Regions from separate parts of the Mus musculus genome. Here regions 1, 2, 3, 5, 6 and 7 are each linked to region 4. The links are chromatin contacts, called in public HiChIP or PLAC-seq and promoter capture Hi-C maps. All regions are on one chromosome and are shown on one strand. Each heading gives the region's core, a stretch centred on a gene start, on an enhancer-like site or on the middle of the called end of the contact. The rest is flanking DNA. Distances are from core to core; before and after follow the strand shown.

Evidence for each region. Promoter capture Hi-C pulls out the DNA fragments that hold promoters and counts their contacts. HiChIP or PLAC-seq counts read pairs in DNA pulled down with a chosen protein or histone mark. Capture Hi-C pulls out chosen DNA fragments and counts their contacts.
Region 1: an H3K4me3 HiChIP or PLAC-seq map of stem cell-derived neural progenitor cells shows a contact between it and region 4, with 7 times the contacts expected there. The contact joins the enhancer-like site here to the promoter of Ypel5 in region 4. A contact is called at or near these places in 15 of 39 promoter capture datasets (the 3T3-L1 cell line, the C10 cell line, HPC-7-derived erythroid cells and 7 more), 1 of 484 Hi-C or Micro-C datasets (bone marrow-derived macrophages) and 5 of 115 datasets of contacts at active chromatin or transcription factors (acute myeloid leukemia, embryonic midbrain, large pre-B cells and 2 more).
Region 2: a contact with region 4 is called in a promoter capture Hi-C map of the 3T3-L1 cell line, with 9 times the contacts expected there. The contact joins the enhancer-like site here to the promoter of Ypel5 in region 4. A contact is called at or near these places in 4 of 39 promoter capture datasets (the 3T3-L1 cell line, hippocampal neurons, maxillary cranial neural crest and 1 more), 2 of 484 Hi-C or Micro-C datasets (CD4 T cells and embryonic stem cells) and 3 of 115 datasets of contacts at active chromatin or transcription factors (embryonic forebrain, large pre-B cells and microglia).
Region 3: a contact with region 4 is called in a promoter capture Hi-C map of the HPC-7 cell line. The contact joins the promoter of Spdya here to the promoter of Ypel5 in region 4. A contact is called at or near these places in 15 of 39 promoter capture datasets (the 3T3-L1 cell line, 3T3-L1-derived adipocytes, the C10 cell line and 11 more), 2 of 484 Hi-C or Micro-C datasets (the N1E-115 cell line and muscle stem cells), 7 of 115 datasets of contacts at active chromatin or transcription factors (astrocytes, cardiomyocytes, craniofacial prominence and 4 more) and 2 of 9 other capture datasets (adipose tissue and liver).
Region 5: an H3K4me3 HiChIP or PLAC-seq map of embryonic forebrain shows a contact between it and region 4, with 7 times the contacts expected there. The contact joins the promoter of Togaram2 here to the promoter of Ypel5 in region 4. A contact is called at or near these places in 13 of 39 promoter capture datasets (the 3T3-L1 cell line, the C10 cell line, HPC-7-derived erythroid cells and 6 more) and 10 of 115 datasets of contacts at active chromatin or transcription factors (acute myeloid leukemia, differentiating embryonic stem cells, embryonic forebrain and 7 more).
Region 6: a promoter capture Hi-C map of adipose tissue shows a contact between it and region 4, with 3 times the contacts expected there. The contact joins the promoter of Xdh here to the promoter of Ypel5 in region 4. A contact is called at or near these places in 9 of 39 promoter capture datasets (the 3T3-L1 cell line, 3T3-L1-derived adipocytes, the SN4741 cell line and 4 more), 1 of 484 Hi-C or Micro-C datasets (uterus), 3 of 115 datasets of contacts at active chromatin or transcription factors (large pre-B cells, microglia and pro-B cells) and 3 of 9 other capture datasets (adipose tissue, liver and macrophages).
Region 7: a promoter capture Hi-C map of pre-B cells shows a contact between it and region 4, with 4 times the contacts expected there. The contact joins the enhancer-like site here to the promoter of Ypel5 in region 4. A contact is called at or near these places in 9 of 39 promoter capture datasets (the 3T3-L1 cell line, 3T3-L1-derived adipocytes, the C10 cell line and 5 more), 1 of 115 datasets of contacts at active chromatin or transcription factors (thymic regulatory T cells) and 1 of 9 other capture datasets (adipose tissue).

What each region holds. Positions count from the first base shown.
Region 1 is chr17:71,689,748-71,693,112 of GRCm38.p6, reverse strand. It overlaps Togaram2 (TOG array regulator of axonemal microtubules 2), which reads right to left. Exons shown (of 20, transcript NM_177087.4): 5 at 2,376-2,587; 6 at 1,477-1,667. Among named protein-coding and RNA genes, the nearest start is that of Togaram2, 18 kb to the right of the region's middle. Within about 2 kb of position 1,297, at least 64 of the 459 cell types and tissues checked have an H3K27ac peak or open chromatin away from gene starts, as enhancers often do. A contact at or near this core is called in hippocampal neurons and stem cell-derived neural progenitor cells, where this site is marked.
Region 2 is chr17:71,489,568-71,493,185 of GRCm38.p6, reverse strand. No RefSeq gene overlaps it. Among named protein-coding and RNA genes, the nearest start is that of Smchd1, 16 kb to the right of the region's middle. Within about 2 kb of position 2,020, at least 45 of the 459 cell types and tissues checked have an H3K27ac peak or open chromatin away from gene starts, as enhancers often do.
Region 3 is chr17:71,550,530-71,554,265 of GRCm38.p6, reverse strand. It overlaps Spdya (speedy/RINGO cell cycle regulator family, member A), which reads right to left and starts at 2,205. Exons shown (of 7, transcript NM_029254.1): 1 at 2,125-2,205.
Region 4 is chr17:72,834,168-72,837,987 of GRCm38.p6, reverse strand. It overlaps Ypel5 (yippee like 5), which reads right to left and starts at 1,360. Exons shown (of 3, transcript NM_027166.6): 1 at 1,197-1,360.
Region 5 is chr17:71,671,480-71,675,257 of GRCm38.p6, reverse strand. Togaram2 (TOG array regulator of axonemal microtubules 2) reads right to left here and starts at 1,997. Exons shown (of 20, transcript NM_177087.4): 1 at 1,759-1,997.
Region 6 is chr17:73,947,835-73,951,504 of GRCm38.p6, reverse strand. It overlaps Xdh (xanthine dehydrogenase), which reads left to right and starts at 1,309. Exons shown (of 36, transcript NM_011723.3): 1 at 1,309-1,427. The coding sequence starts at 1,377.
Region 7 is chr17:74,018,695-74,021,998 of GRCm38.p6, reverse strand. It overlaps Srd5a2 (steroid 5 alpha-reductase 2), which reads left to right. Exons shown (of 5, transcript NM_053188.3): 4 at 465-615. Among named protein-coding and RNA genes, the nearest start is that of Gm24475, 19 kb to the right of the region's middle. Within about 2 kb of position 1,253, at least 22 of the 459 cell types and tissues checked have an H3K27ac peak or open chromatin away from gene starts, as enhancers often do.

The DNA of each region.
Region 1 (3,365 bases), core at 48-2,547, 1.1 Mb after region 4:
ACCCTAGCCACAGCCACAAAGGTCATGAGAGGCATTGGACAGAGATCGAAGACTCTGTCACTAATGCTACAGAGAGAGGGAGAGAAGCTGTGTGCCAGGAGAAGCGTCCCGTGGTAAGGAAGGCCAGTGCAGAGGTGAGTGTGAAGGTGAGGATGGAAGAGAGCTCCCATCCAGGAACAAGTGCAGGGACATGGTCCCACAGTCTAGCAGGGCCCAGACAAAGATAGAGACATGGCTGTGACCAGAGAAGGCAGCCCAGGAAACAGGAGATCTCGGAAAGCCAGAGAGAAATGGAAGACTTTGGAAGATCAGGCCAAAGAAATGCAGGAGGAGGATGTGACAACCATAGGTGGTGATTTAAGTGACAAACGTGCCCCAGAGTCTTGGGCGGGGATGGGGTGGGGGGTGGTAGTGGCAATGTTTGAATAGTGTGGCCTTGCCCACAGGAGTTATGCCATTTGCAGGTGGGCTCTGGGATTTAAAAAGCCTCAAGCTATTCCCGGTATTCTCGCTCTGAGGGTCAAGATGTAAGCTCTCGGCATCCTGTGCTATGATGCCTGATGTTGCCCCACCACCGTGGGCTCTTACCCTCCAGAACTCTCTGTCCGTGTAAATTCTTCCATAACTTGTTTGACCCTGTGTGGTGTTTTATCATAGCAACAGAAATGTACACTCATACGCCGCACCGGGAAAGGCAGACCTATAGTGGCTGAACGCCCACTCACATACATTCCCAGACACTCACATGTGTGTATACAAATGCACACACAGACACAAACATGATTACAGATGTACACTCACAGGCATGTGCCTAGGAATTCTTACATACCCAATTGGGGTATCAGTCTGGGCTGGCCACTGGATGCTGATAGCCGTCTAGAAGGCTCTGCCTGTCTTCTTTACGAGCAGATTCATGATAACCTAGAGCCTCTGCCCCAACTGTTTCTGGGTATGAAGAGCCTTTTGAAGTCCAAACATTTTATGAAAAACCCATATACCCACACATATGTATATGCAAACATACACACACATGACCACACACTATATACATTATACACACATTATACATGATAATAGTGGTGGTTTCAGTATCTGTCAGTTAAGAAAATACAAAATAAGAGAGAGCCACCATGGGCTTGACCATGCCCTAAAACAATGTGTATTTTATTCATCACTATGGCAACTGTAGACATTGAGAAACTAGAAAACAAGTTACTGCCCACATTACTGGTCATGAATGCCTTCAGAGCCAGCCAGAGTCCAGGATCAGAGGAGCCGCAACAACAATGCTGTGGTCTCCGCATGTCTGCCATTCACAAGAGGGGATTTTTACCCTTTCCAAACCTGGTGCCTCAAGACTGTGCCAGCCACGGTGACTCAGCAGTGAGGAGCCCAAGGGAAGGGGGGTGGGGGGCAAGACAAGTTACAGGAGAGATGACCACAAACAGACTTGAGATTTTTAAGTAGGCCGCTTACCGCGTATGTGGGGCCTTTGGTCCCATAAGCACATCCTGGCTTGGACACAGGGGGCTGGGCAAGGAGCCAGGCCTGCAGGAAGAGGTCCCTGTGGGCATCCGGGCCTTCGGAATGGGTGGGATCACGAGGCCTCCTAAAGACTTGTGCATCTTCTCATCAGCGCAGTGTAAGTATTGCCTGGAAATCTGCACCTGTGAGGGGGAGGGAGCCTGGTCCTTGGAAGCATGACTCACACTGTACTTTCTGCTCCTGGTAACCTCGCACAAAGCATCTCCTGGCAGCTGGTGAGAGGATGCTGGGAAATGTCCTCTTGTTTCCCTTTTCGGTCTCTTAGCCCCACTCCAACCCCTCTGGGAAGGTCACCCCTTCCCAACCACTCCAGGTAGGAAGACTGGCAAGCTTTTCCGTCGCTTTAATTATTTTTTGGATTTTAATTTTTTTTTAATCTTCTCATTTCAGAAAAATCTTTGACTGTGTAGAGCTGGAAGGGACCCTCTAAAACCCCCAATTCAAAGCTCTGCTTTTACAGATGTACAAAACAGCTCTGGGAAGGCGATGCCAACGCCTTCCTCCATGCCAACAAGCTGGCATTAAGCAAGAGATGAGCAGAAGACCGGGAAAAATCCCAAAACATGAACACCAAAGAAAGCCTGGGTCCACCAACTCCAGGACAGAAAGGATTGTAGCCCCCATACCTCTCAGGCAACCACACACACACACACACACACACACACACACACACACCACTCTCAGGCCAGATGTAACAGCTGGAACGCTACAGGGAGACGTGAAATGAGGGTCTCAATGCCACCCTGGTCTTGAGGACTGTCTAGAGACATTTAGCCGGGGCACAGGGACAAGAGTTGATAAAGGAATGGGGAGCCACAGAGCTGCCTTACCTCCTGGGCACTGGCTCCCGGGTCCTGGAGATCCTGTCTGCCTCCAGGAGGGTCCAGGTCCTTCTCCTTAGCACTGTTGGCCTCAGGGGTGGTGGGAATGCTCTGGATGGGAGGCATCGGCCTGGGTACCCTCAGGAGCCTCTGTGAGGTGGTGCGGGGGATTGTGCTCCGCAGAGGAACCCCTCTGGGGCCTCCCACCGGATCCAGAGAGGCTGAGCAGGGGTAAGATGGGGGAAGAAGTTAGTACCTGGAGCACGGAGAGCTGAGGGTGATTGCTGTACTAACCTAGGCCTCACATCCTGGGAGAAGAAGGGATGATGGAGGGGGAGGGGAAAGAGCTGGGCTCCCTCCAGCCTGGCACCCAACATCCACCAGATCACTAGCTAAGCAGCGGGTTTTGCGGGTCCCTTTTCATTTCCATAAAACATGGTAGAAATGCAAATCAAAGTCAAAGATGGTACAGGTGGAAAGACAAGAGCAGTGTTGGGCTAAGAGAGAGCTAAGAGAAGGCACAGCTGGCCCTGGATAGACGGCATACCACCCTTCTCATCCCTAACTTCAGATGGAAAATGTCCCTCCTCAGACCATTTGGAGCACTCTCTCCCAGCTGGCTGTGCTATTTGGAGCAACCGTGGAGCCATCAGGAGATGAGACCCAGCTGGAGGAGGGAGGAAGTAGGTCGGTCACTGGGGATAGACCTTTGAAGTCACAGCCCAGACTCTGGGTCCAACCTTGTGTTCAGCTTCCTGACAGGACCAGCCTCAGCCTCATGAACCCACTTCCACGAACGGAGTTCCCCCACCCTGCTTGCCTGCCTGCCCCACCATGCACAGTGAAACAGTGAACCAGTGTAGATCTTCTCCTCTGCAGATGTTTCTGCTCCGTGTGCTGGTCAGAGATGTGAAAGTAATAATATATTCGAGGAATACGCGACAACTCAAGGAATATACTCCAGAGAAAAGTCAGCCGTGTTCCTGGTAAAGCCCAGTC
Region 2 (3,618 bases), core at 771-3,270, 1.3 Mb after region 4:
GGGCATGGTACTGCATGATCCACCCTTCTGGCAACTGATGTAAAAGGATCATGAGACCCCATCAGAACTAAAGGGAAAAGGGAGGCGCAGGGCAGAAAGACACTCAGTAAACCATCACTCCTCATCACTAATTATCTAGGGCTAAAGAGTCCCTGAGCCACAGGCACAAAGTTCCGTGTACATAGATAAAGAAATGAGAATAACAGCTTTTGCTTAACATTTAACAAGTTTCAAAAGTATCCCTTCTTTTTCCTTTACTGTTTTTTGGTTTGGTTTGGTTTGGTTTGGTTTGGTTTGGGTTTTTTTTTGTTTGTTTGTTTTTGATTTGTTTGATTTTTGGAGACAAGGTTTCTTTGTTTAACAGCTCTGCTTGTTCTGAAACTCTCTTTGTAGACCAGGCTGGCCTGAAACTCACAGAGGGAGATCTGCCTCTGCCTCCTGAGTGCTAGGATTAAAGGCATAAACCACCATACCCGGCTTGACTGTTAAGTTTTATTTATTTATTTGTTTGTTTGTTTGTTTATTTATTTATTTATATTTTAATTTTTTATTTTTTTGTTTTTCGAGACAGGGTTTCTCTCTGTAGCCCTGGCTGGCCTTGAACTCAGAAATCTGCCTGCCTCTGCCTCCCGAGTGCTGGGATTAAAGGCGTGCACCACCACGTCCGGCTGATGGTTAAATTTTATCAAATAACTTGTAGGGATTCTAGGACATGGATTGTGACTTTTTTCTAAATATTTCCATATGATCACTTTCTCAGCCTGGGGCTGTAACTCAGTGGATAAGCACTTCCCTAGACCCTGAATTCAATTTGAAGTTCTGTCTGAAAAACAAAACATCCCTAGAATAAATACCATTTATGAAATTTATGGAATTTAGAGTCATGGTATGGCTCTCTGCTGCTAGATTTAACACTTGGGTTTGCTTGGATTAGTTGTTTATTATTATTAATAATGTGTATAAGTTTTTGCCTGCATGTATGTCTGACCCACATACATGCCTATGTCCACAGAGACCAGAGGATATTGGATCCTTGGAATTGCAGATGGATTTTAGCCACCTTACCCTTGCTGTGAATCAAATCTGGGTCCCCCGGAGCCATCTCTTCAGCTCTGTTGGTTTGTTTTTGAGGGATGGGTCTGGCAACTCATGGCTGACTTCCTGTCTCAACCTCCTATGAGCTAAGATTATAGATTCTAAGCAATAGATAGATAGATAGATAGATAGATAGATAGATAGATAGATAGATAGATAGATAGATATGCCCAGCTTTTTTGTTTTCTCTCTGAGGTGGAGTCACCCTATACTGTCCATGCTGGTCTCAAGTTTAGTGATCTCAGCTTTCCACTTCAGTCTCCAAGTAGCTGGGACTAAGTATTCTACTTTTTAAAATGTATCCAAAAAAGAAATAAAAGAAAGTAAAAATAAATAAATAAAAATTAAACTTCTCTAGGATAAAAGTCTTAAAATCTGGGAGTGATACTACATGCTTGTCATCCCAGAATTTGGGTGGCTAAGGTAGCCAAGATCTGAAGTTTGAGGCCAGCCTGGGATCCTGTCTTACACTTGCACGTGTGTGTGTGTGTGTGTGTGTGTGTGTGTGTGTGTGTGTGTGTGTATGCAAAGGCGGCCTGGAGAGAATTTAGACTGAAGGTAAATAACCTGAATCCCAGAGAACTTAGAGCAGCTTTTCTGCTTCTCAGTCTTAGGTAAATATTTTAGTGAGGCCTCGGGGCTAGTGAGCTGGTTCAGTGGGTCAAAGGTGCTGCTCTCCAAGTCTGGTAACCTGAGTTTGATCTCCAGAAACCACGTAGCAGTGGAAGGAGCAAAGCAGTTCTGCCAAGTATTCTAGAAATCAAACCCTTGTCCAAGAAGCTGAATTGAGCAAAATGGTGACATGAACAAAGCAAAAGAAACTAAATGTTATGCAACTTTAGCTCTCACGTCGCCAAGGAACATAACACTAACCCAGGGTACGGTGTCATGGGACAGGAAGATAAGAGTAAATGTGGGCTGGTAAAATGGCTGAGTGTGTGGGTCGGTGGGTGGATGGGTGGTTGGGTGAGTGGGTGGGTGGAGAACAGGATGTGCCAAGGCTGTGAAAGTCTGTAACCCTGGAGCTGCTTATCCTTCATAGACTCTCCAGCCTCGGAATGAAAGAGAGAGATAAGCTTTAAAGCAAGCCACTTCACCCACTAGAGCCTAGCAGGGTTAAAATACAACTAGAGAAAGTAGCCTGTAACGGCTCATTGAGGGAAGGGAAGAGTTAGGTGATCTCTCCTGAGAAAGGACGAAAACACAGCCTGTTCAGGAGCCAAAGAGGCCACCTCATGGGGCTGGAGAGAGAGCTCAGTGGTTAAGGGCACTGGCTCCTCTTGCAGAGAACTCTGGTTCAGTTCACAGCCTTCCCATGGTGACTCACAACCATCTGTAACTGCAGTTCCACGGGATCTGACACCGACTTTAGGTCTCCACAGGCACTGTGCACACATGGTACACTTACATAAATGCAGTGCAAACATTCATACACACAAAAATAAAACTTTTTTTTTAAAAACAAGGCCATCTTGGAGAACATTGGGGGTTCTCTATCTTTAAAAAGAATATAGCCAGTTGTACATATCTGTGATTCCAGCACCCCAAAGGCTGGTACAGGAGGATATCCCCCAGTTTCAGTCCAGCCTGGACTATATAGTGAGACCCTATCTCAAAAAGCAAAACAAATCAAGAAAATACAAACCACAGGAGATTAAGCAGATGTGTAAAATATTTGTTGTGTAGGCACGACGACCTGAGTTCAGATCCCTAGCACCCTCATAAAAAGCCAGGCATGGTGGGGTGTCTCTAACCCCAGTGCTGGGGGTTTGGACAGACAAGTGGATCCTGGAGCTGATTGGCTAGTCCACATAGCTCATCTGTGAGCGACAGATCCAGGAGAAACCCTGTTTCAGAAAATCTGATGAAGAGAGATAAAGGAAGATACCTCCAGTGGGCCTCTGACCTCCATGTGCCTGCACACACGTGCATGAACACAAACATGCACACAAAAGACTCAAACAGCAGTGTGCTACCAGAGGGATGAACGAATCCTTTATTAGGAAAACAAATCCTTTATTACTGTGGTGATTTGAATAGGTATGGCCCCCGTAGACTCATGTCTTTGAATGCTCGGCCTACAGGGAGTGGCACTATCAGCAGGCATGGCCTTGTGGGAGTAGGTATGGCCTTGTTGGAGGAAGTGTGTCACTCTGGGAGCAGGCTTTGAGGTTTCCCTATGCCCAAACTACACCCAGTGTGGCAGACAGTCTACTTCTGCTTTGTGGAGATCAAGTTGTAGAACTCTCAGTTCCTTTTCCAGAGCCGTGTCTGCCTGGATGCTGTCATGCTTCCTGTCATGATGATAATGGACTCAACCTCTGAAACTCAGCCAGGCCCAATTAAATGTTTTTCTCTATAAGGGTTACCATGGTTACGGTGTCTCTTCAGCGTCACAGGTAGAAAAGTATCTTCTCGTAGTACACTCAGACCCTGAATTGCCTCCTACCTCCTCCTCCAGACTGCTGGGATCACAGGCATATAACACCAAACCTGGTTTATTCAGCATCTTTGGAGTGCGTC
Region 3 (3,736 bases), core at 956-3,455, 1.3 Mb after region 4:
GCCCTTTCCTGGCCTTAGAAGGCAGCAGGAATGCAAGAGGTAGGGGTGTGTGTGTGTGTGTGGTGTAGAAAGGAAGAAAGAAGGGATGGAGAGGGAGAGGAGGAGAGAAGGAAGGAGGGAGGAGAGAGAGGGGGAGGGGGAGAGGGGAGAGAAGAGGAGAGGGGAGAGGAGGAGGGGAGAGAGAGAGGGAGAGGGGAGAGGAGGAGGAGGGAGAGGAGGGGGAGAGGAGAGGAGGGGAGAGGAGAGGGAGAGGGAGAGGGAGGAAAGTATCTTTAGTCTGAGACCAGGCTAGTCACAGCATCTGTAGCCACAGCTGTATCTTCAGTCTGAAACCAGCGTGGACAACATATATCTCAAAGACCAGCATGGACAACTCAAAGCGAAACAAACAGAACTAACCAACAACCAAAATAGATGGAAATTATAATTAGTTCTACAATTATTTGTCTTTTGATTCCTTCATCTGCCTTTCTTCTGGGGGGGGGGGGACGACCCAACAACAAAAAACCAAACAGTCATTAAGTTTCTCAAAAAGGACCAGGGCAGGGCTAGATTCAGAGGTAAGACAGATATATCAGAATGCAGAACACTGTGCTACATTGTCCAGGAGCTAAGTTTTACTCAATGGTAAGTGACTTTTAAACAATGTTTTTATATTGAAACAAAATAAGAAAATGCAAACTTCATGTATCAGATTATTTCATCTAAGACTTGAGAAAACAGGGAAAGGAAATGGCTGAAATTCCCAAATAGAGATTCACTAAAGTTCATAAAGACTGAATCAAAGTTTGTGCAGTTAAGAGCTTACGAAGAAAAACTGCAGCCTGTGTCAAATTCTACTTTGCTGTATTTTTTTTAAATTTAGCTCTTTGTTTAGATGCATCAATGAGTAAGAGTTCTAATGCAAGAGGGAAGAAATAAAGAACAAGTGAAAAAACGATGAGGCATTTCTCAAGAGAAAGAGTGAACGGGGAAATAAGAGAAGCTCGCTGATTGTCTCCAAACAAGACACATTCTGTCCTAAAGGGAAGCTGCTTAAGACGAAGTAACGAAACAAGACTCAGAAAAATAAACAACTCCCAAGAGTCGACAGGCCCCTGTCCAAGGTTCTAAAGCAGTAAGGACGGCAGCTTTCCCAGGGCTTCCCCTGAGCTGGGTGGACTTTTCAGGGACGCAGCTTGAGCCACACAGGCTCTATCTGTCAGTAAGCCCTCTCCCACAGATACCCTTGTAAACCCGGGCTTCACCAAAGCGGACTTGGGTGGAATCCCTACTTTGCTCTGTCACGAATGCCCTGTCTAGGGTGAGCAGATATTGATCGATTTGGACCTCTGAAGGAAAAGTCTCACAACATAAAAGTTAAAGATCCTTCAACTCAGTGGCATGCATTCGACCCAACATTGGGAAAAAAAAAATCACAGCAAAATTCATAAAGACGATGTCCGGGTGTGTGAGGTCTGGGGTTCTGTTTGTCTGGTACATACAGCTGAATTCTGTAAGCATCTGAAGAAACTCTGGCGACAGGATCATATGTATGTGTATGGCTAGTGGTTACTATATATATTACATATGTGTGTGTGTGTATACACACGTATACATACACACACACACACACACACACACACACACATATATATATATTAGAAATAGTTTCTCCGTGTGAGCATCTGACAGTCAATCGCTGACGACAGGGGGCAGGTAGGCAGGAAAACTTTCGTACTTTTGGAGAAAGTGGCTAAAGGTGTCGCGATGAGACGCGACAGCTCAGAACTCCAGCCCGGGAGGACTCGGGCCGGGGGCGTGGGACACGGGACACAGCGGCAGGACTCATCCCTCAGCCCCGTGAAGAGGCCGAGCCTCGCTCCCCACCGCGCACCAACCCCGCGCCACCCGCCGGAGCCGCACTGCCCGGTCTCCCTCCTCTCGCCCCGCACCGCCAGTTCCCGTCCCCGCCTCCGGGATGCCCGGCCCTTGGGGCCGGCGGGGCTGCTCGAGGCCGCGGGGATGTGGGGCTGAGGCGTCCCCGCCTCCTCACGCAGGACTGTGGGAGCGAGAGGGAGGGCACAGGCGACACCCAGAACCCCGCCATCAGGCCCCGGCGGGCGGGCGGGCAGGTGAAGGTACCTGCGCAGGCCGGCGAAGAGCGAGCGGCCCCACAGCCTCCGCCTCAGCGATCTACCTCAGGCGGTTGCGTGCTGGGTCGCTAGCCGCAGGCCGCAAAACCCGCCTAAGAACCTCAAGCGGAGGGCCGGGAGCGCGCGGCCGCGGGAGCCAATCAGAGCACGGGAACCGCCGAGGGCGGGGCCTGCGCTATCGCCCCGCCCCGCCCCTCGCTGACCGGGTCGCCTCCGCCTTCTGCCGTTATTCCGCTCCAGCTCTCTGTATCTTGATGCGGTCGCGCTTTCCCTCGAACGCTGGCTGTGCGGAGCGGTTGAGGAGCCCCGGACAGGACGAGGGGACTGGGCTGCCCTGAAGGACCAGGGCTGCTTGCCGTTCCCCCTCCCTGCCTCTCTGCTCGCGCCTTGGACCTGGGTGCTTCTTCCCTTGTGCACAAGTGTGTAAGAGGAGAAAGAGCCCACGCATGCTAGCTCAAAAGGTGTGAAATAAAGTGGCCTTTAGTGAGCAAAGGGCAACGTTCTTCCATTCACAGCCCTAAATGCTCCTTTTGTCATGCCCGTGCCTTCCTGAGACTCCTGGGATATAGCTGGTGCATAATCAACGCTTGCCAGTCCCACCCCTCCAATTCAGAATCTGCTTTATATATATAGTATGAGAGCACCATACAGTTCTGACTTGTTATCAAACTCAAGTAGACTAGTAACTGAACTGGTAATTAAGACTCTCTGTGGAATTTTGGGTTGGTCCATACATCCAGAGATTAACAGACAACATGAGTTGGGTTGTGGAATCTTCCCCCTTTTAGCTACCTGTACTCAGTGTTTTGTAGAACTTCCTTAAAATGTGACTGAGTAGATAAAACCAAGGTCATGGTAATGTTAATGGCTTAGACAAAAGTGTTACCAGCCCATTAGATCTTCAACCTCTCTCAGGCTATCAATTCACCTATAAAATCTCTAACAAGAAACACTGAGTCAGGAACTTAAGGAAACTGATGCTACGTGATGCTGAAGTACACTGAAAAGGTATGTTTCCATAATAATGTAAAAAATATTCTAAACATACATACAATGAGCCCTTTGAGTAGGAGCTAATTCGACTGTTGTTAAGATCTCAGGTTCAGGGATAGAGAGACAGCTCTATGGTTAAAAGTACTTGCTGCTCAAATTCCTAGCACACATGTGGCAGCTCACAACCACCTGTAACTACAGTTCTAGGGTATCCAACATCATCTTCTGGCCTTTGCTGACATAAGGCACACATGTAGCACACATGCATACATGCAAACAAGACACTCATAAGCATTCAATTTTTAAAAATGAAAATGAGTAAACATCTCAGGTCCATTAGCAAATGGCACAACAGAAAGTACCTTAAGTAAGGAACCCAAATAGAATTCAGTTCTTTGTTTGTTTGTTTGTTTGTTTTTTGAGACAGGGTTACTCTGAATAGCCCTGGCTGTCCTGGAACTCACTTTGTAGACCAGGCTGGCCTCGAACTCAGAAATCTGCCTGCCTCTGCCTCCCGAGTGCTGGGATTAAAGGTGTACGCCACCACGCTGGGCTAGAATTCAGTTCTTAGTCTCCAGCCACCCCAGTTATCCCGAGGACCTGCTCCC
Region 4 (3,820 bases), core at 111-2,610:
CTGAACCAGCCAAGTTCAGTTATTTTCCAAAAGCAAGGCAAGCCTGAAATTACTTTCAGATTTTCCATCTGTCAAAAGCCACCAGAAATAAAAATCCTCAAGATTTCCAAGAGGGCTCTGGAAACAGAAACAAAAAGTTTAAAAATAAAAAATAAATGAGTCGCACACCTTTCCTTCCTGTCACTCCAAAAGGAGATCAGTCTGGCGTCCGGATGAAACAGACCTGGGTACTACTGCGGCTTCCCACTCCCGCTGGCAACACTCAGGCTTCCTACCAACCTGCACAGCAGCGTGGAGTAACGGGGTGTGCAGGAGCGTGCCCACCGCAGCCAGCAGGAAAGAGCCTCCCGGTCCGCTCCCCGAGCAGCACCGGGGTCTGCGCCAAGCCGACCGCCCGCAGCCGGCCCAGCTGATCGCGCCCACGTGACTCCCTCCAGCCAATCGCCCGGCGCAAGGCGGAGCGCGCGGCGGCGGCGGCGGGGCCTCCTCGGCACAACAAACACAGGCGGAACAGCTGGGCAGGCGCGGGCGACCGGGCGCTCGGCACCCGCAGGCTACCGGGCAGTGTTCCCCACGCCCAGGGTCCAGAGGGCAGCGTGATAGGGGCTAGCACCGACGAGGCGGGCACGGCCCACAGCCCAGACACCCGAGCACGAGTCGAGCCTCCGGAGCGGCGGGGCGGGCGGGGTGCGAGCGCGGCCCTGGAGCGCGGGCCCGCGGGCCGGCCCCGAATCGGAGCCCGGGCGCGCCCCCGACGCTGCGGCGGGGACGGCGGCTGTGGGGGCGGGGCGGCCTAGGAAGTGGGGGTGTCACGGAGAGAGCTGTCTGCGGACCGGCGGCCCAGGCGACAGGCGCCGAGGGCGGCGGGCGGGCGGGGGCCGCGGGTCGCTAAGGGGGTCGCGGCTGTTGTGGGCTCGCGGAGCGCTCCGCTGCGCGGCGGGGGCGGGTCGGCGGCGGCCGCCGCGCCACAGCCTCACAAAGAAGGACCGCCCGGCCCGGCCCCGCGGCCCCACGGCCCCACAGTCCTGAGAATTGCCCTGGTGGCCCGGCCAGGACCCTGGACGAGTGGAGAAGGGGAAGAGGCACTTCCTGCCTGGGCCCCCGCCCCGGGCCGCTCCCCGAAGGCTTCGAAGCCGCCGGCCCAAGGGCTTCGAGCCCCAGCCGACTCCGATCCCGGCGCCCACCGCCGTACTCACCGGCGTGCTGGGAATCGGCGCTGCCAGCAGCTCTTCGCTCCTCAGCTGGGTCGAAGCCCACCTCGGCCTCCCAAGTCTTCAGGTTTAGTCAGGCCTTGGCCCCGCCTCTCCTCGGTCGGGCCTCGGCGTCAATCACCGGGCGTGGCCCCGCCCTCCCTTCAGGCGGCTCTCCCGGTTGGCCCGCAGCGCCCTTCATTTCTAGGCTCCGCCCCTCTCCCTGGCACTCTGCCCCTTCCGCCGGGCCCCGCCCCTTCTCGGGCTCGCCCTCCCCCCACCCTTGCCCGCTTACACTCCGCCGCCCACCCCACCCCGAAGCCGCAGCGGATGGGCGGACTCCTCGCCGCTCGCCCCGCCTCTAATTCGACACCTTGCATCCTTACGGCCAATCAAGGAGGCTAAGTCTGCCTCCTCGGCCGAGGCGGCCAATGTAGTGAGAGTGAGGACCCGCCCCCCACTCCCAGCTGAGCGCACACAACACAGCATCCACGTGAGTCAGCTTCTTAAAGGAGACGCCTCAGCCTTGGTAATTGCGGCAGCTGGGACTCATTGCCCGTCATCGGCGTCACCTGCTGGCGGCTGAGGCCATAGCTTCCTGATAGCCAAGGAAGCCTAGAAGAAGCGAAAACAAGAGGCTGTTTTCTAGTCAACGCTGGTATTGAGGTTAAAGGGCTACCTAGGTTGAAATGCCCGTTTTACCATCCCATCAGGCCACTTTCTCTTGGCTTACACGAATTGCCTTAAACAAATCCCGAACTCTTTGTGTCTCGGTATATAGGAATTCATTGTAAACAAGGTTTTTTTCAGCGTGCTTGGTTCTATTTACAAACTTTCCAAGTTTTCTCTTCTCTTCCCTCTCTCTGTTTCTGTCTCTATCTCTTTGTTTTTCGAAACAGGGTTTCTGGACAGCCTGGAACTCACTCTGTAGACCAGGCTGGCCTCGAACTCAGAAATTCGCCTGCCTCTGCCTCCCAAGTGCTGGGCTTAAAGGCGTGTGCCACCACGCCCGGCCCAAGTTTTCTCTTGACCGTTGAAGTAATTCTCAAAAACTTAAGTCTTTTATGTGGAGATCAACTGTCTTGTTGAAAAAGACAGCTGTCCCCTTAGCCCTCCCTCACCATGTTTAAGATAAGTTGGAAAATTTTTGCCATTCCGTTGGCTTTCCCAGGTAATTAAATCTCTGTTGGCTGTCCATAAAGATGACAGAAATACCTCAAAATATTTCATGTATTAAATAAACATAAAATATATAAATTATACACATATATATATACTAGCACTTGAAATTTGTAGCATAGAATATGTGTTCTGACAAAACCCTGATACTTAACCCTAAATCCTTCAGTACTTTTCATTCATTTATAAAATAAAGAGTTACTGTGGCCTGGTTTTGTAGAACATGCCTTTAGTCTAGAGTGAGTTTCAGGACAACCAAAGCTACATAGTGTCTCGAGAAAACAAAACAAAACAAAAAGCTACTCTGACCATCAAAGATAAAAGACTATGTTTAGATTAAAGAGAATTTTGCTGGAGGAAAAAAAGCATTTTGGGGTATATTGGGAGATTCTTATAATCCCTTTATTTTTATTTAATACAAGACTGTTAAACTTAGAGCTGTGTACACTGGTCTATAGCTATTGTCATGACACTCTGGAAAGCCGAGGCAAGAGCATCAGGAATTGCTACAGTGACTGACACTGTCTTAAATCAAGGTACACATGTATTCCAGGAAAGAAAGTACAGTGCCTCATTTCCCCCCAGAATTTGGAAACAAGGCCAGTCTCATACATTTTAGGCAGTACTCCACCACTCAGTTCCATCGCCCTCCCTCTTTCTGAATACTAGATTGAGACACATTCCACCTTTAATGCCCATGTTTGTCTCCAGTTTTCCACTGTCCTGCTGCTGCTCCCGAATAGCTGGCTTACAGATTTGTGCCACCAACCCTAGCATGCTTTCCGAAGACTTCAGTTCTCTGCTGACAATTTCAAAATGGGGAAGGGTGGGGACACAGTGTACTTCTTCTAGTTTTCTTCTTCTTCTTTTTTAATTTAGCCACAATCAGTCATTTTTAATTTTAGTGTGTGTGTGTGTGTGTGTGTCTTCATATGTACATGTTGCTCTGAGTGCTGGAGGAGGCTGGGAAGGTTGTCCTATCATCTGGAGCTAGAGTTGCAGGCAGTTTCAAGCCATTCAACATGGATGTTAGTGATCTTGGAACTCCTGTCCTCTGTGAGAGCATCAAGTATTCTTAACCTCTGAGCCACCTCTCCATCTCTGATCATTCTTTAGTGCCAAATGTATTTTTATCCACAAATTATAGACTCGGGCACTTCAATCAGTCTCAGATGGTAATCTCTGTTCTTTTCCAATGTCAGAGGGACATTGGATGGATACAGAGAACTCTCTAGATCTTGAAACTCAGCCTGTCCTAAATGGAGCCTGTATCGCCTTTCAACAGCAGAGACGTTTCTTTAGGCCTTGCCTGTCACCACTTTCTTATGTCTAGTGGGCTATAATCCAACCCTGCCCTGTTCTTGCTTCCTACTGGCACCACCACCTCCTTTAACTCCTTAAGTTGCTGCAGATAAGCTGAACTGTTGGTATCTGTTAAATAAAAATTATAG
Region 5 (3,778 bases), core at 748-3,247, 1.2 Mb after region 4:
GCCTGTGTTCTCTATCAAAGCTCAAGGTGCATGAGCCCCAGGCCAGCAGCTCCACCCAAGGTGCACGCGCCCCGGGCCAGCATCTCCGCTCCTGGGTGCCCACCCACACTAGATCTTGTGCGTCCGCTCCGGGGAGAAGCATAAGAACGTTCACAGCAGCCAGGAGCTGGCTAGCCGCCGAATCTGGAGGCAATCCAAATGTTCACCGGGGAAATGGAAGGATGTGTTGCGCGGAAGGCTCGTCGTCGGGAGACAGGGCAATGAAAATAAAGGATTGCTATATTTACTGTGCCACAGATGACCACAGCGGTAAGTTCAGTGGAGGAAACCCCCCTCCTCCTCCCCCCCCCCCCCCAATGACTGACTATGGCACTGTTTACCAAGCACCTGAAGGAAGGCGAGCATGAACTGGATCCTTGGGAACACATAAATGGGTGGTAGGGCTTTGTACTAAAAGAAGAAGAAACTAGGAGAGTAATAAGCCCTATTCGGGAGGTGGCTGTGATAAGGACAAAGAGGTCCCATGGGCTGGTCTGCCATGGTCAGAGGCCCCGGCAGCACTCCTTTTTATAGCTGTCCCAGAACCCGGTTGTGAATCACAAACAGTATACCTTACTGCCTGACAATGGTGGCCCTCGGGAATGATGGGACGATATGCCTTGAAAAGCAAGTCTCATTAGAGCCTAGGTCATATCCTCCCGTCTCCAGTCCTCCTCCACATTCTCCTGCTTCGGATCTGCTGCTCCCTGGACTGAACTCCAGCCAGTTGTGAGAACAATGTAGGACTAAGATGACCTGGCTATGGGCCTGTCACTCCCCCCACCTAGGACCAGAGGCCAGCATGGTCCATGGCTACCACACTGACGCCCAGACAGATAGAAGCTCTCTTCACCCTTTACGCTTCTGAGGAAGAATGAGGCCTTCTGAGGGCAGGCACAGTGGCACACCTGTGATCACAGCGCTCTGGAGAGACAGGGGTACCAGAAGTTCAAAGCCATCTTCAGTGACCTAGCAACTCCCAGGCCAGCCTGCGCTACCCTGCCTCACAAAAGACAAACGGAAAATAAACAGTCACCCTTCCAAATCCCCTCCCATCAGTGTGGGCCTCGTTCTGGATGGTAGCCAGTAGAACCACAGTGTTAGGAGACCAAAATCAATCAAGCAAGAAACACGCCGATCTCCACTTTCTTGGCGGCACAAGAACAAAAGTTCCACGCTGGCCTTGGGCTGGCCAAGTGCCCACCTATCTCCACCCTCAAAACCAGGGACAGGAGAGCTTTTACATACAAGGAAACTGAGACTCAGAGGTGCAAACGCCAGCCCCATAGTCCAGTAAGTGTGTCTGGTGTCAGAATTCAAACCCAGAGCAGAATCTTTCCAAACCTTCACTGTAACTCGGTGCTCTAGTCCCCAAGCTTAGGACTGTCCCCACTCCTGCCAGCACCATCGTTCTCAGCACCCGCAGGGAATTTAGCCCAGAGGAGCAGAACCAACCATTGCCAAGGGTCACTACCCTGGGGAAGGGAGCAGCCCAGAGCAGCCCTCTTCCTAGACTCATACCAGCCAGCCAGCAGCATGTCTGGCCTCATTCAGAGAGACCCAGAGAGAGGCAGAGATCTCCTACTGTGACACGGCTTCCCTCTCCCCTCACTATGCTCTTTTTGCTTGCTTCAAGTTCAGATCTCCTCCTTCAAAGGATTTCGAAGGCTTGGCCCTCCCATCCAAACAGCTCGGTGAGCGAACGCCAGTATCTCTCACCTCTCCATCCAGAGGCCAATCCCCTGTCAGTGGAGGAATCCAGGGTCCTTAGTCTCTCTGGAAACAATGCTGTCCCTGCACAGAGGGAGGCAAGGGTAGGGCATCACCCACCTGGCCTGCCTTGGCCCAGGGCCAGCTTAGGAGGCCTAGGCCACGGCCTTCTGTCCAAGCAGGTACAAGAAAGCCCACAGCCGCGGCTGGCACACTCCTGCTCTCTGCCAGGCTCCTCTTGAATAAACACGGCTGCATGGCAACCGCTCTCTGAAGGAGCCCAAGTCCCTGTGTGGAGGAGAGAGAGAGAGAGAGAGAGAGAGAGAGAGAGAGAGAGAGCACTAAGACTTTTCCCCTCGGCCTCATTTCCCCCGTGGCTTCCCCCGGTGCTGGGCACGCCCCAGAGGCCAACCTGTCCTCTAGGGCCACAACAAAGCATGGGGGAGGGATAATGCACGAAAGCATCCCAGAGCCAGCTGGGATCCACTGGGTAGTGGCTGCGTCAAGAAATGTACAGCAGACTGAGGCAGGAGCCATAGGAAGGTGATCCTATGCACACGGCCTCTAGGCCCCAGAGGCCTCTCTGCTCATCAGCTTGCCTCCGTAGGCAAAAGGCCAGGTAGGGGCAGGCAGCAAGCAGAGCCGGGTCTGACCTCGATTTTGCTGTTGCTGTTTTACGCTCTATGACCAGGGCTTAACCTTGCTCAGCCTCAGTTTCCCTCATCTATAAAATGGTACTGCCAGGAAGAAGCACAGCGTTTGTCCAGAACAGAATAGGCCCTCTGTTTATCTCCACAGAGATATTTTTGTAGCCGAAAGCCAAACATTTGGGAACTCTGAAGTCTCTGTGTGTGCTTCCTCGAGGAGCCCCTCCGTGCACCGGTGTGTCATCCCCTCAGATAGCAACTGTTCCTGCCTCTTGCCCTGCCCTCTCTTGACCCTCTCCAGCCCACCCTCCAAGGCATACAGGGGAGGAGCACACAGCTTTTCAAAGCACCACTTGCCCAAACACTAAGGGTTTTTTTTTTTTTTTTTTTTTAGGCAACCCCTCCAACTTCTCAGCGAGGAGTCCGCTCGGCAGACACAGGAATACGGAGCGGAGGAGTCTGGAACAGGCTGCCTCACTCCCAGGAAGCCTAGCTGCTGAATAAATGCATCCAGTACAACGCTTTCCTCTCTGTGGTCCATGGGGACCATCCAGAAGCCTCTCTAAGGAGCAAGCTCCAAGAGCAAGCGAGGCCACTAGTGGCCTGCCAGTAAGAATGGAAAACCAGGAGAGGGGCGCGCACACGCCTTTGATCCCAGCACTCGGAAGGCAGAGGGGGGAGGATCTTTGAACTTGAGGCCGGCCTGTTCCAGGACGGCCGGACTACAAGAGGAAACCCTGTCTCAAAAAAGAAAAAGAAAAAGAAAAAAGTACTAGCTATCTACCTGTAGAGAGCAGTGGTCCCACCAGAGGGCGCCAGCAGGGTCCTCTGAGGGAGAAGCTGACTGCTACCAAATTCCTGAGCCTGGGGGCCCTCCTCCAGAGTCCAGGGGACATGCAGAGAGCACAGGCTGCCCCGGGAGGAACTGAGCGACCAGATAGATGGTTTACTACCCACACAGGGCTGTATCCCCTCCACAGTAACTCCTTCCCTCTTCTTTTCTTTTTCTTTCTTTCTTTTCTTTTCTTTTCTTTCTTTTTTTTCTCTCTATGTAGCCCCCTGGCTGCCCTAGAACTTTCTATGTAAGTAACTCTGTCCTAGAACTTTCAATGTAACCAGCCTCTTCTAGAACTTTCTCTGTAGCCCTGGTTGGCCTGGAACTCTTTGTGAAGACCAGGCTGGCCTTGAACCCACAGAGAAACGCATTCGTACCTTCCTCCTGAATGCTAAGACTTAAAGGTGTGCACCATCATGCCAGCCTCACAGAAAGTTCTGTAGGAACACTTGAAATAAATTAAGTAAACAGCTTAAAGATGTAGATTCACAAGCTCTCCGACACATTCAGGGACTCCCTCCACCTCCGAAACCTCTCAGGAAGATCT
Region 6 (3,670 bases), core at 60-2,559, 1.1 Mb before region 4:
CCTACCAGGCATGTCACTAACATCCCCAGACAGCCAAACTGCCCATTTCGTAAGGAATTTGATTCCGGGTAGCAAGTACTGTTTTATGATGACCAGAATATCCTGGACCGAGAAACTTGAAGGGATTTGGTGCATAAGTCTAAGGGTAAACTGGGATATCAATTGACCGACAAATAAGTTCATTCTTGGTTCCGTCAGGGCTGTGCCAGCAAAGGGGCGTTGTGTTGATGATGTGACTGTCCCAGGAGTCCTGTTTCCCAAAATGTTGTTGCTGCACCAGGCTCATCTGACCATGCACTTTTCTTCCTTTTCTGTGGTCTTCCAGGACGATGACACATGTGTCCCTGTAGGTTGGCTGAGTGATTGAGTGACTGCAGGGCTGGGGAAGGACAGAGTGCCTGCTGATGTGAAGATGGGTGGAATGGAGTGGTGGGAGGTGGAGCAAGGAGAGCCCACGAGTGTTGTCTGAGTGGATGCTGTGCATAGGCATTTACACCAGAAGCTAATGGTCCTTGATGGAGCTGGGGGCTCTCAGCTCTATTAACAGACTGTGGTGGGTGTTGTTGTATTAGCTTATTTTATTTACTTGGTGCTTGTAATATGTTTTGGTGTATGAGTTCCTCTGATAATTTGACAAGTTTTGTGAAATTCTGGAACATGATTTGTTATTGGGATTGTTCCTGTGACTGTTCAAAAGTGATTATTTCCATTCTCTGCAAGTTTATAAGGCACGCCCGAGAGACCTTTTGCTTTTCAGCTTTCTGCTTTTGGTGTCATCCTGATGTCCCTTTTCCAGGAAGAAACAGCTGAGTCCTGCAGGCGATAAGTGACAGGCTGTAGTCAAAGGTCAGGGTTTGAGTCTGGACATAAGGGTCTGTGTCTCTGACCTTCACATTCTGCCAGGCCCTGAGAGAGTGAGCTGTGCAGGCCAGTGGCGAGCCTGTGTCAGGGTGAGCCGGTTTGGGAAAATAACAAGTGTGAACGGGAAGAGAGTGAATCAGCCTCAGTGGCTGGCAAACTGCTCCTTCCCTGCTCTTCCTGGTATGGCAAGTGGGAGGAGGATGAAGCAGGTTTCACAAGGGCAGGTGCCCAGAATTCACAGTCATCTGGTGCCAAGATGCAGGCTTCCTTAATCTACGGCTGCACTTTCCTCTGTGCACTTTGACTAGGAGGACAGAGTAGGATCTGTGGATTGGCTGTCTGGTCCTTCCTGGATTGTGCAAACCTGTGACTCTTGCCAAGAGCTGTCCATGCCTGGAGCTGCTTCTTTCTCATTGGCTAACTTTGTTTCATTTTGCTGGGAGGCGTATCTTTCAAGTTGCAGGCAGTGATATCTACAAGCACCTCGCAGCAGCTCGGGGACTCCGGCCGTCACGATGACGAGGACAACGGTAGATGAGTTGGTCTTCTTTGTGAATGGCAAAAAGGTAAGTGGCAGTTGACCTTTGGTTTAGAGATTCTGCTGTCTGAAAGGGGACCTGTGTCACTTCTCTTGTGTGGACACTTTGATGTGTTCTGGTCTCATCTTACCCCTCAAAAGATATTGCTGTAGTTTGGTAACTTTAGAGCAAGATGAACACAGGCAAGACGCTCAGAGGGCAAAGGAGGAAGGGGAGGGAAGAGAGAGGGATGGCCACTCTATGCTAGAGGACACACTGGCTCAGAGGTGGGAAAAGGAACAGAGTCTAGGTGAGAGGAGGAGGCAACAGCACTTCCCTATTTCTGTGTTTCTTCTCTGTTTCTAGTGTTTCAGTGGCTCTCTTTAATACAAACAGCAGGAGGCGGGCACTTTTATGCTAATGCCGGAACATAAAACACACACAGCCACTGGTTCTGATATATGATCCTGTACATAGATTTAACTAGAGCTGATTTACTGTGCGGCAACATATACTGACACCTTGTGGCAAGCCATTATTGTCATTATTTTCATAAAGGACTCCTCCATCACCATCTCTCAGTTCTATATGTAAATATTGCAAACCCCTTAAACGGCACTTGTGAATGTAGGTAAAGTGGTATGGGGTCCACAAAATCCCTGATAGCCTGAGAATCTTTGCAAGGTCAACTCGGTGCAGGGAGAGAAGGAGCAAGCTAAGTGTATTGTTTCTGGCGTTGTTGGCCTCCCTTCAAGGTACTCCCAGCACTGCAGCTCCCCACTTGAGGTCACAGGAGAAGAACCCTCATTTCCCCCACTGTAACTGGCCACATGGACTTCATAAACCATGAGTGGGCCAAAGGCTTCCCCCCCTCCCCAAACAATTTTACTTGTTTTTTTATTTTGACACTTTTGTGTTGATTAAAGAGACTGAGTAATTTCTGAAGAAATTTGCAAGAATGGACATGTGATTTCAAGAATTCCTAAGGGCTTAGACTGCCAGCATCTGCTTGGCTAACTAGCACGCAAACTTTAGGAGTCATTTCAACACCAGTACGGTAAAGCCTGTGGATTCAGTGGGAGTGGCCCCATCCCTGGATCCCTGAATCTCTCTGATATATTGCTTTTGTGTGTGTGTGTGTGTGTGTGTGTTGGGCAAGCTTGGACCAAGACAAGGGCTAGGGTGAAATGCCTAAGCTGATGGTAGTAAGGCTTTTGAACTCAATCTTTTAAATGTCTTTTGTGCCCAATGGTTGCATCACAGAGGTGAGGAAACAGCTGTTAACTTGGCTCCCTGGAAATACTGTGCACACACAGACATCATCATCTTTGGGATGCTCATAAATGAATTTTTCCCAGTGAGCTAGTGGCAGGTTCAAAGTGTTCTGAAGGTCATATCTTGCTCTAAGGTCGGGTGTTGATTTATGTGTGACCCACAGTTCTTCTGGGGGGATAGCTTAGTGTCAGCCTCTGGTTCTAGAAAGGAGTGTTTTTGAGGTGAACTGGCTTGGCTGAAATTGCTTCTCCTTGCATTTTACTAGCACTGGAGAGAAGTGATTTTTAGATTTTTTTAGAGTGTAGCATCACACCAATCCCTTCTATTCCTGGGAGCTTCTGGTCCCGTCAGGTTATCCTGAGGAATAGCCAGCCTGTCATTTAAAAAGGTGTGAGCTCTCCAGAAGGATGAAGAAAGTAAGGGCAATTGGTGAGTAGTAAGAAGCCAGAGCTAGCAGGCAATCTGAGTGAGCACAGGCAGATTGAGTAAGTTCAGATTCATTTCCTTCTTCAAGATGTTCTAGGCATTGGGCCAGAGAGATTGTGCAAAGAAATTACCAAACGAGCGGTAGAAAGATGGCAGCTGGTTCTCCTCAGGGCACCTCTTCCTTTCCTTGTTTTCTACACTGCATGGTTCTGTCTGCACCAGTGGGCTTAGAGAGGGCTCAGGTATGAGACACCAAGTGCCTGTGGAATCTTCTGGGAGTGACCTGGACCTTAGTGACCTGTCCTCTTCTGGAGTCAGTACTAAAGGGAGAGCGTTGCTCAATATTTCACCAGCATTGTGGGTGATGTCCTCTTAAGGGGCCAGGATTCTAGTTTTACTGAGAGGGATGCAAGAGAAATCCCTACAGGAAGAGGACATAGCTGGAGGCATGCAGCTTTATTCTTTCACTGGATAATTATAATTTTAATGTTATAGATTTAATGTATATAGTATGTTATCATCCTTTAGGACTGTCTTCCTTTTTTCTATCCTTCATCCTTCTTTCCTTTCTTCCTTCCTTTTTATTATTT
Region 7 (3,304 bases), core at 4-2,503, 1.2 Mb before region 4:
CAGTGTATAGTGTAGGGGGCCGGGTAGTGGACAATCAGAGGGTCAGACAAGAATCACATCACTCACACATGTTAAGTCTCACTTTGTGGGGCTGGAATGCACCATTAGTGGTTGGCATTTGACCTTGCCAGGAAAGTCTTAGGAAGAAGCTGCCTGAAGAAGTCCTTTCATGAAACGAGACAAAAAGCAGGTCTTCGGCACCTCTTGCTTGTCTTGCTTGAAGCTGGTGGTCCCTTGTAAAGAAACGGGCAGGAAGCCCCTCAGGGAGATAGGGCCACTCCTCAGGATTCCAGAACATTCTCCAGACAAGGGGCTAGTTTCCCTGCGTCTCTGCAAAGCTTCCTCTGAATGCTGGCTTTACGTTCCTTTGCCTGTCTTTGTGCATTTTGGAATGAGACACAGGGATGCAGTGTCACGGTAACGCTGTTCTGAGTGCTGTCTTTTTTTGATTCTTCTGCACACAGGTGGCTTGTTTACGTATGTGTCTGGAGCCAATTTCCTGGGCGAGATTATTGAATGGATGGGCTACGCTTTGGCCACTTGGTCTGTTCCAGCCTTTGCTTTTGCATTTTTCACACTTTGTTTCCTGGGGATGCAAGCTTTTTACCACCACAGGTAAACCTTTAACAGAGAGGTCTGTCTTAGTTTTGTTTCCTGTTGATCTGATAGTGTTTTACAACGAAACAACGTAAGAAAGAAAGGGCCCGTTTGGCTCCATCTTCCGGGCTATGCACGTCAAGGTGGCTGGAACTTGAAGCAGCCGGTCACATTGCCTTTATAGTCAAAAGTAGAAAGCAAAACAAATCAATGCATACATACCATATATGCTCTGTTTGCCCCTCTTCATTTAGACAGTCCAGGGTCCCTCACGAGGGAAATAAGCCTTGCCAAAATTAAGACGGGTCTTCCTACATCAATGGACTTAATCAGGACAACCCTTCACAGGAATTTCTCTGAGGCTATCCTTAATAGAAACAGTCCCTCACAGGTGTGACCAGACTACCCCCTAAGGGTCAGGTTGACAGTTAATAGTGTCACAAGGTCGTTGCATCTACATAGAAGTATTCGTCTCCAAATAAGATTTATTACCACCTGGCTGGAAACTTCAGATAGTGGGTTAAGAGGTGAAAGAAATGTCACGTTTCAGTTCAATTCTCTTCCACTGTATTTCTTGATGTGTCTGTTCTCCAGGGATGAGACCATTGCCAGCCATCACCAAGCAAGGAAAGCAGATGAGCTCCGAGTGCTCCATCTGCTGGTACATGTTGGAACTGCAGGCAGTTAAGGTCCCATTATGCCACACCCCTACCCTCACCCCACCCCCTTGGAGGGTTGGTCTAACAAATCGTTAATCCAGGGGTAGAGAGGGGCTAGGGATCATTGAAACCCTGTCCCTCTCAAGGTAGGAGGTGATAGGACGTCACCTGCTTACTTTCAAGTAACTTTTATAGAAAGATGAATGCCTAGAGACCAAGAAGGAACACATGGATTAAAGGACTGAGCTGAGCGCATCTTAATCTTTCTCCTTGGTGTTTCTGCCTCGCCTCAGTGTTTTTGTCTGGCTAATGATTTTTCTAATAGCTTTTAGGATTAAATGAGGCACAAGCTCCTTTTGAATAGAAACTGAGGCCAGTTTGGAAATAGGCAAAGCAGCAGTTTCTCCTGTGACCTAATCCTACAACTTCCTGTCTCGAAAGGGACAGGGTTTCAAGGTTCACAGCCTTTGAGAGACATGGCAACAGCCCACTTCAGGAGAACCTGCTGTCCATCAGAGGCAGTAAACGAATGACAGAAGTCGGGGCATTGCCTGGTACATGGAGCGTCTCTGAAGAGCATAGACAGAGTTCTCCGTCAATATTTCCACCAGGAGTTTCCAGCTGGTGCAATGTCAAAATCAAATTGAGGCTGTCTGGTTATATTCCTCCCGGAGGGAGAGCCAGGGGTGTCTCTTTTACTAGGACTAAGAGGGCTTTGTGACGGTGCTCCTGAAGCAATGGCAGGCGTTGGCGGGGGAGATGGAGCACACAGGGTCTTTTCAAACCAAAGCAGGGCAGACCGGGCTCTTCTGGCACGCGTGATCACTTTTGTCTTCCAGTTCAAACCCAAAGCACTTTAGCAGAGTGCATTTTGTCTTTATTATGCCTCGAGGGCCATTAGTTTCAACCAGTTAAGAGGACAACTTGGTCAGCATTAATTTCCTCAGGCTGTCACAGGAAAGGACCTCAGCTGCATGGCTTAGAGCAAGGGGAAAAATATCTATCTTCTCAGAATTCTGGAGACCAGAGGTTTGGCCTTAAGGGATAGGCAGGGCTGTGCTCTCTGGAATGGCTTGCTTCCTTGCTTCTTTCTGTTCAGTTCTGGTGGAGACTCACTGTTCTTAGTTCTCCATGGCTGGGGTAGACTCATTCCAATCTCTACCAGTGTTCCTGTGACCTTCTCATCCTATATCTCCTTCATGTCTCTTTGCAGATCTGTGGGATTAAGGGTCCATCCTGCATCAGTATGAGCTATTCCAATTCATTACATATGCCATGACTGTTGGTCCAAAATAAGACTGTATCTTCAGGCATTGGGAGCTAGGACTGCAACCTACCTTTTAGAGGGCAAAATGAGATCCATAGTAGTAGTTGCATCCCCAAACTCCTGGAAGGGATATTTTCAAGAGATGCTGCCGATTCTCTGAAGTTAACGTTGTCCATGCTTTTTGTAAATTTTATTTGTTGTAAGCAGGTGTCTAGTTAGACACAATAATGAGCCTCGTGGCATTTTCATAATTTATAATGTGTTTTTACTATATGCATCTTTTATTTCTATTTTGTTTTCCTCTTGCTCTTACATGTTTTTATCTTATTTTCAAAGGTATACTTTAATTTACGTGGTGTGTGTGTGTGTGTTTGTATGCATATGTGTGTGTGGACACTCAGAAGACGGCATCAGATACTGGAGCTGAGTAATTCGGCAAGGATTTACAAACCTCTGGACATGTGTGCTGGGAACCAAATTCCGGGTTCTCTAGAAGTGCAACAAGTGCTTTTGACTGCTGAGCCCTCCTGTTAGCCCTACTGACTTACCTTTCATGACGAAGGGAGCCTCATTAGAGTTGGTTACAGGGTCCTTGGTAAGGAATTATTTACAAGAGCATGGTGTCCTTACTGGTGGCCACACCACCGAAGGAAGAAAACATCTCTCCCTCCCCAGCAACTATTAGCTGCCTACAGATCCTCAGGGAGGTGTTGGCCCTGTGAACTCCTTCCTTCTAGCTATGATCACCTGCCTGTAGGTCCTAGGGGGAGGGTCTCAGCAG